Regions from separate parts of the Arachis hypogaea genome. Here region 1 is linked to region 2. A link is a contact called in public Hi-C data. All regions are on one chromosome and are shown on one strand. Each heading gives the region's core, a stretch centred on a gene start, on an enhancer-like site or on the middle of the called end of the contact. The rest is flanking DNA. Distances are from core to core; before and after follow the strand shown. Region 1 holds the start of LOC112727223 (probable histone H2B.3). Region 2 holds the start of LOC112727220.

Region 1 (3,814 bases), core at 32-2,531, 170 kb after region 2:
TAGCAAGGTATAGTTCCTCTCCAACCAGAAGTCATTGTAGTGGAATCAAACAAATCTTTCGATATCTTCATGGAACGGTTGATATGGGATTGTTTTATCCATATGGATCCAAGTCACAATTAGTTGGCTATGCAGATGCTGGATATTTGTCTGATCCACATAAAGGGAGATCTCAAACAGGATACCTATTCATATATGATGGTACAGCTATATCATGAAAGTCCACAAAACAGACGATTGCGGCAACATCCTCAAATCATGCTGAAATACTAGCGATTCATGAAGCAAGTTGCGAGTGTTTTTGGCTCAAGAGTTTGATCCAATATATTCTGTCATCATGTGGACTGATTGATCAGAAGATAGCTCCAACTGTCCTGTTTGAAAATAATACAACATTCATTGCTCAACTTAAGGGCGGATATATCAAAGGCGATAGAACAAAGCATATTTATTTCAAATTCTTCTTCACTCATGATTTTTAAAATCAAGGGACAGTTGATGTCCAACAGGTCCGCTCAAATGATAATCTGGCAGATTTATTTACAAAGTCACTCCCAAAATCCTCCTTTGAAAGATTGGTACATGAGATTAGGATGCCCCGATTTCGAGACATTAAATGATGTCGACAAGAGGGGGAGACTGTACTCTTTTTCCTTGGTTAGGTTTTTTTCCTATTTGGTTTTTCTTGACAAGGTTTTTAATGAGGCAGTCCCCATCACAAAGGATACTGTACTCTTTTTCCTTCCCTAAAGTTTTTTTCCCATTGGGTTTTTCTTTAATAAGGTTTTAACGAGGCATAATCTTAAATAGTCATCTAAGGGGAGTGTTGTGATAAAAATATGAGATGGATGCCCATTAATGATATGGACGGCCGAAGTTTTCAAAAAAGAGATTTGAGACTATTACAAAGACCAACCTTTAATAACGGTTGAATTTGTACACCTATAAATAAGACCTCATAGCCTTACATACAACACAACAATAATTAATAGAATTCTCTCTTTTATACTGCTGAAATATTATTCTCTCTTTTTATATACGCTACTATATCAGTAATATATATATATATATATATATATATAATTTTTATTATATTGAGATATTATTTATAGTGAATATTAATACTAAAGTCTTTTATTTATACTTTTTTATTTTATATTTATTACTTTTTTCTTAGTTATTTATTTATTTTATAACAACATCTTCATATAAAGATAATTATAAAATTTTGATGATAGTATCTACTCTAATATTTTACTCTCTTTTAATTTCAACTTTTTAAAATTTAAATATCTTTCCTTGAACGCCGGAGCGACCAAACTCCGGATCCGCAACTATTCCGCGCGCTGGAAAGCGAAAACCCAAAATCCTCAAAAGGTGTAATCTCAGCCATCAAAATGTTAAACCCCCATTCAATGAATACAAAACAAACCACGTCATCAATCCTCAAAAAACCACACCAACCAATCAGGATCCATTTCTCATCCCTATATATATTCCCACTACAATACCTTCATTCTTCATCTAACCTACACTCTCTTCTCAACTCGCACACGCAATTTAACCCTCGAACCACCGTTCTTTTTTTCTTCTTCCAACAATGGCTCCGGCGAAGGCAGAGAAGAAGCCAGCAGAGAAGAAACCCGCGGAGAAAGCACCAGCGGAGAAGAAACCGAAGGCGGAGAAGAAGATCTCGAAGGAAGGAAGTAGCGATAAGAAGAAGAAGAGAGTGAAGAAGAGCGTTGAGACTTACAAGATCTACATCTTCAAGGTTTTGAAGCAGGTTCACCCTGACATCGGAATCTCGAGCAAAGCCATGGGAATAATGAACAGTTTTATCAACGATATCTTCGAGAAGCTCGCTCAGGAAGCTTCTAGACTCGCCAGGTACAACAAGAAGCCGACGATTACTTCGAGGGAGATCCAAACTGCCGTACGGTTGGTGCTCCCTGGTGAGTTGGCGAAGCATGCCGTTTCTGAAGGGACCAAAGCGGTGACTAAGTTCACCAGTTCGTAAAATGTTTGGGGATTTTTCTAGGGTTTCGGCTTCTGGATGAATCATGGATCTAGGGTTTTTACGGGAGATGTGCTTTTATTTTTCTTTTAAATTTAATATTATTAGTATGTAGATGTAATGTTCTGAACAGTTGTTAATGGAAGGTGTTCTTTGGAATAATCACTGTGTGTTTGTCTCCTTCTTTTCCTCTTTCCTCTTTGACATGCAATTCGCAAAATACAGTTATTGGTGAGGAACTAAGCTCTGAATAAGAATTTAGGATTTTATGTTATAGAATTTGATGTTGATAATTTGATGTGGAATAGATTTTGTTAGGAACTTAGGATGGTTGATATCGGAACTTGGTCTTGATTCTTTGGATGTTAATTCTCATTAAATTGGTAGGTTATTTGTGCTTCAAATACCAAGGGCTTTGTTTTCAATAAATTTTATAGACTGTGATGACATGCAAGGTGTGTTTTGTCTGTTTATGTTGGTCAAATCTGTATGAATGTAATGTGGCCTGGTTTATAACCTTTTGGGTGAGCTATCTACTTATTCAGTTATTCTATGTAATTTAGTTACATGGTTTTCTTCGGTTTACCTTTTATTTTATATAAGACAACAAAGTTAGTGTTTGTGAGTATCTGTTTGTATATGCTATTATTTATGATTCAACATCATGTTAAAGTGTACTAAAATAGGATAGATACCACAACATTCAATGCAATATACATAAAACCTAAATAATCTTTGATACTTGCAGATAATGCCTTTGATTGGATTGTCATAAATCTTTTTCAATAGTTACTTTGTCATTTCTTGCAAGTTGAAAAATGAAGTTTCTCTGCTTGGTACTTGAAGATTAGGGCTGATTCGGCTCTAGTTGGGGCTTCTATGGAGTTGTTCACGATCAAATCTGGCTTGTGTGAGAAACTTATTGATTTTATCTTAATCCTTGCACTTTCCATTCCTTGATATTATCTTCATTTATGGTTTTTCTTCTATGTTCATTTTCTTGTTATCATTGATGCTGGCGTTTTTAACTTATGATGCTCATATATTCTCGTTTAATTTAATTAGTGTTACCTTATGAGTCATTGGTTTTGTTATTTACAACTCCAGTGTGACTTTATAAGTCATTGGTTTTGTTATTTACAACACCAGAATGTGTAGTGAATTTTTCGACAATGTTTTTGTTTAGTAGGTTTTTTGTTGAGACTTTGCAAAAGGAAATGATGAAGCTGTGTTTGGTTGTTGTCCAAGTGGGTAAAGTAACGCAATGAGACCCTTGGCTGCTCGGACAGATTCTTTTTTGGTATTGTACTGTTGTCATTTTGCCCCTTTAAAATATAAACCTTAGAATGCCTCTCTTCCTATAACTAAAAACTAATGCATAGACGGAAATTTGTGTCTCTATTCCTGCTTCCACTGTCCTCGCCCAAGAACCAAACACAGCCTGAATTCCACTGTTCATTCTTTTCTCAACTAAACATTGAATGTAAATAGGAAATGAAACCTTAAACCATTCAGACCTTTAAATTTGAAACGGTGTCACTGTCTTCCAAACAAGGGATTTCTAGGAAACACATGGCCTATTTCATGTATAACTAAATCTTTTCATGGTATCTCTTCATCTCAAACTGCTTGCATACTCCAATAACTGATTTTTTTTGCATATGAGCTAAATGTTAAAGATTGTTTTCTTGGGAGTGTTTATGGGTTCTTGATTTTATGGGGAAAGGAAAGGGAAAGGAGGGAAGGGCTTGAAATTGTAGGTAAAGTAAGTCCATTTTACTTTTCAGACCCTTACATTCC
Region 2 (3,825 bases), core at 951-3,450:
TCACAAAGGTACAATGTACAAGGGTATTTATAAGTGTTAGGAGAATCAAAGCAATAAAAACATAAATCCTACCATTAATATACAGATATGTTATATAAATATAAATGATACTAATTGATCTAAATTGATTCTAATTTATACTCTAACAATCTCAATATATCCCCTCCTAAGTTAATTCCTATTTTGGACATTTTGATCTTATATTTGTACTTTTATGATGAACAATTTTTACCCATTTATAAATAATTATATTAAGGATCAATTTATAGTAAAATCATTTTAAAATACTATGAAGGAACTAACTTCTGTGACATTTGAAATTTCAGAATGAGTCCTCCTCTTTCTCCAACACACACAAAATAAAGAAATAATTTGTAGTGTTTTAACTTGGTGAACAATTGTCAATTCCCTAAAAAGGGTGAACAATATGACTTTGCTAAAAATGGAACAATGGTGACTTTGATGAATTTAAGTTACTCAATTCACTAAAGTGGTTTAAGTTCATCCAAAAGAACACAAATTCGAATTAACTCATCAAGTAGATTTATATAAAAATTGTACCTATAATTCTTGCATGAAGTTACATTAAGCTACTTCTTCACATTACAATAGCAGCTTCACCAAGCCCAAATTTTTTATTCCTTTAATAATTATTTCAGTTCAAAACGAACACACATTTGGAGGCTAAATCCATCAATTGCAGCTCTCAAAACTCTGGATTTACTTTGGTCATGTTTGTTTTCTTAACTTAATCAATGATGATAATGACTCTTGCAGAAATAATATTTTAAGATACATATTTGAGATTAGCACTTATTCATTCTAAGATGATCTAAAAGCTTCATCATCATATCGCACGCTTCCAAGTTTCTCTTCAATGCAAAGAAGATGAAAAGATATGGAACAATGTTTTGAAGAGAAAGATTCTTTAAATCATTCCAATAAATAATAACTAATGATCACACAGTACATTATATAACAATTGAATTCAAAGAAGCAATTAATTTTTTTTTCAAGGATAACGATGATTTTTTATTTTCTATCAAAATTCAAGTTTCAAAACCAAAAACTAAATAGAATTATTACACATTAGTTGTTTATTCTGAGTCTGGTATAATGATATTCAATTTGTTTAATTAAACTAATCTTTTTCATGCTAGCTCAAGATAAAAATAGTCAGTCTCAAAGTAAAAAAAGAGTATATAGTGAAATTTTAATAAAACAAGTTATGATAATTTAGTCCTAAGAATTTTTGAGTTATTTTACAATACTAATGTTATAGCTTATAGTCTATGCTAAAATCTTAAAGCAAAGAGGAGAAAATTAGCACAAAATACCAATTATCTGATTATACTTTGTCAATCACTTACTTCGACAAGGAGTCCCAACCTTAATTTAGATGACAAAAGCTCGAACCATCAACACAAGCCATAACATGGTACAATTTACAATAGTAAAATATTAAGTACCCAAATAAATATATTAAAAAAATAAAACATGTCTATTGGTCAAGCTGACAGAGAGATCAGTTATGAAGTTATCTTCAGTCTCACTATTTTAATGACTAATTATGACATTCTAAATTGTTGTTTTTGAATTAAGTGCAGTCTGAATAGATTTGGCCAATGTACCAATTTAGTTAACTCGAGTGTAACAGCGGCAACGAAAACATATTGTGGTGTCGAAGATAATAAAACAAGTACAATACAAAAAAAAAAAATCAAAAAATGAACGAGACTACAAATAAAGAAAAACATAAAATAAATAATTGAGTGAAAGAGGCAAAAATTTAATAGAGCTAAAAATATCTTCTTTGAATCTGGAAATAAAATAAAAAAAATTACAAAAAAATTAATATTTAATTATTTATTTTTTCAAAAATAAAAAATATAATTTTTTATAAATATTTTAGCGTTGGTTAATGGTACTTCTACATAAAAATAGAAGTAAGACATTTATAAACTTTAAAAATATTCGGAACTGATTTGGTAATTAATCCAAAAAAAAAAGAGTGAATACTCGACTTCTGATAATTATTTTGAAAAGACAACGAGACCCATAAAAAAAAATATCCAATTCGACTCTAATTCTTTTTTTTGTGGAATTGGTTAACTTATGTGCCAACAAAAATATTAATTTTTTTTTGGTACAGAGACCTAATCCTTTTGAATTAATTATGGGGCCGAGTTAAATTTTTTTTGGTAAAAAATTTCGTTCTCATTCGAGATAATTGTTAAGGCAGAAAACACGCCTTTCTGAGTTTCTGGGGTTACAGTTACACTAAACACTCAGGCCTCCCCCCTCATTCACTCCTTTCCGTCCTCTCCTCTGCGCCGTTCCCAACCTCACCCTCACTCACTCCTCTTTGCGACGCCGCTGTCACCACTGTTCGTCGCACCTCCTTGGCCGAGACCCTGCGTTCTCATTTAATCTAACTTCACGTTAAAGGGGCATCCTCGCTGTCACTGCTGCCTGCCGTATCCTCGCCGTCGCTTCTGCCTGCTGCACCCTCGCCGTCGCTGCTGCCTGCCGTATCCTCGCCGTCGCTTCTGCCTGCTGCACCCTCGCCGTCGCTGCTGCCTGCTGCACCCTCGCCGTCGCTGCTGCCTGCTGCACCCTCGCCGTCGCTGCTGCCTGCTGCACTCTCACCGTCGGGGATTCCTTTGCCCTTTCTTTGAGCCTCTGCTTGTTAATTTAGGTATTTTTTGCTTTTTAAATTTTATTGCTTTTAATTTTAGCCTATTGCTTATAATTTATGTTAGATGGTCAGATGGTTCATCCGTTCATGGCGGTTAGTAATTAATTGATTTGGTTAGAGTTAATTGTAAACTGTAAATAAGATGTTGAACTTGAATTGAATGTTTAATTGTCAAATTTTTATTATTTTGGTTGTTTAGAGCTAAAGATTTATGAATTTTATTTTATTGCTTTTAGTATTGCAGATTTTGTAAATTACAGTGTTAGTATAATTTATAATTTTTTTTGGGGTCTCTAATTTGATTATTTGATATTGTTCAATTTTCAATTACCGATTTAGTATTACGGATTTAGATTTTTTAATTATGTGTATTTTATGTTGTACTAATTATATAAGAATACTTGTAAAGGATGAATGTGTTCGAAAACATTTGTTATGATGTGTGTTGCTATTTTAGTTTATTATGCTTTAAGGTTAATATTGTTAATTTTGAATGGCTAGATTTATGTATATATATATATATATAATAATAATAATAATTTTTTATAAAATTCATATCAAATAAATTCGTACGAGTCTACAAGTTAATTCATGAGTCGAATCTATGTCAGCTCCACAAGTTAATACTTCTGCTGTTTTAGCGTTTTTGGTGATTTGAACCCTAATTTTAATACTGCTGCTGTTACTATTTGAAATGATGACTCAAGCTCGTGATGCTTTCTTTGTGTTACCGTTAGATGATTATGATTATCTGATGGAGTAGAAGATTTTGACTTGTTGACTTGTTCTTCTAGGTGATTCTTTGTGCTTATCTAGGGGAATGGTTTTAAGCTTTGTCTCTGATCTCTGGTGTTTTGTTGTATTTTCCCCTCTGTTTCAGTGTTATAAATTGTAAACCTCCCTTTTTCCATCCTTTATTTCAGTTTCTTAGTTTTCAGTATTTAAGTTCTATGTTTAATGTTTTTTGGTGTGTTATGACTTGATGATATGTTTATTTGTTGAATTTGCTACTAAATTTGTTGAATTAATTGCATGCCTTATGAGTAGAAAATCGCTTATATCGATTAGATTTTATAATTTATTACATGTGCAGTTTTTTTGCATTTTTTGTGCATGTACACCTAATT

Evidence for each region. A called contact is a pair of places that touch in the nucleus more often than the background predicts.
Region 1: a Hi-C map of an unstated tissue shows a contact between it and region 2, with 4 times the contacts expected there. The contact joins the promoter of LOC112727223 here to the promoter of LOC112727220 in region 2. A contact is called at or near these places in 4 of 8 Hi-C or Micro-C datasets (leaf and an unstated tissue).

Annotation. Positions count from the first base shown.
Region 1 is chr12:28,000,419-28,004,232 of arahy.Tifrunner.gnm2.J5K5, forward strand. LOC112727223 (probable histone H2B.3) reads left to right here and starts at 1,282. Exons shown (of 1, transcript XM_025776897.3): 1 at 1,282-2,176. The coding sequence starts at 1,601. The coding sequence ends at 2,017.
Region 2 is chr12:27,829,893-27,833,717 of arahy.Tifrunner.gnm2.J5K5, forward strand. LOC112727220 reads left to right here and starts at 2,201. Exons shown (of 9, transcript XM_025776890.3): 1 at 2,201-2,698.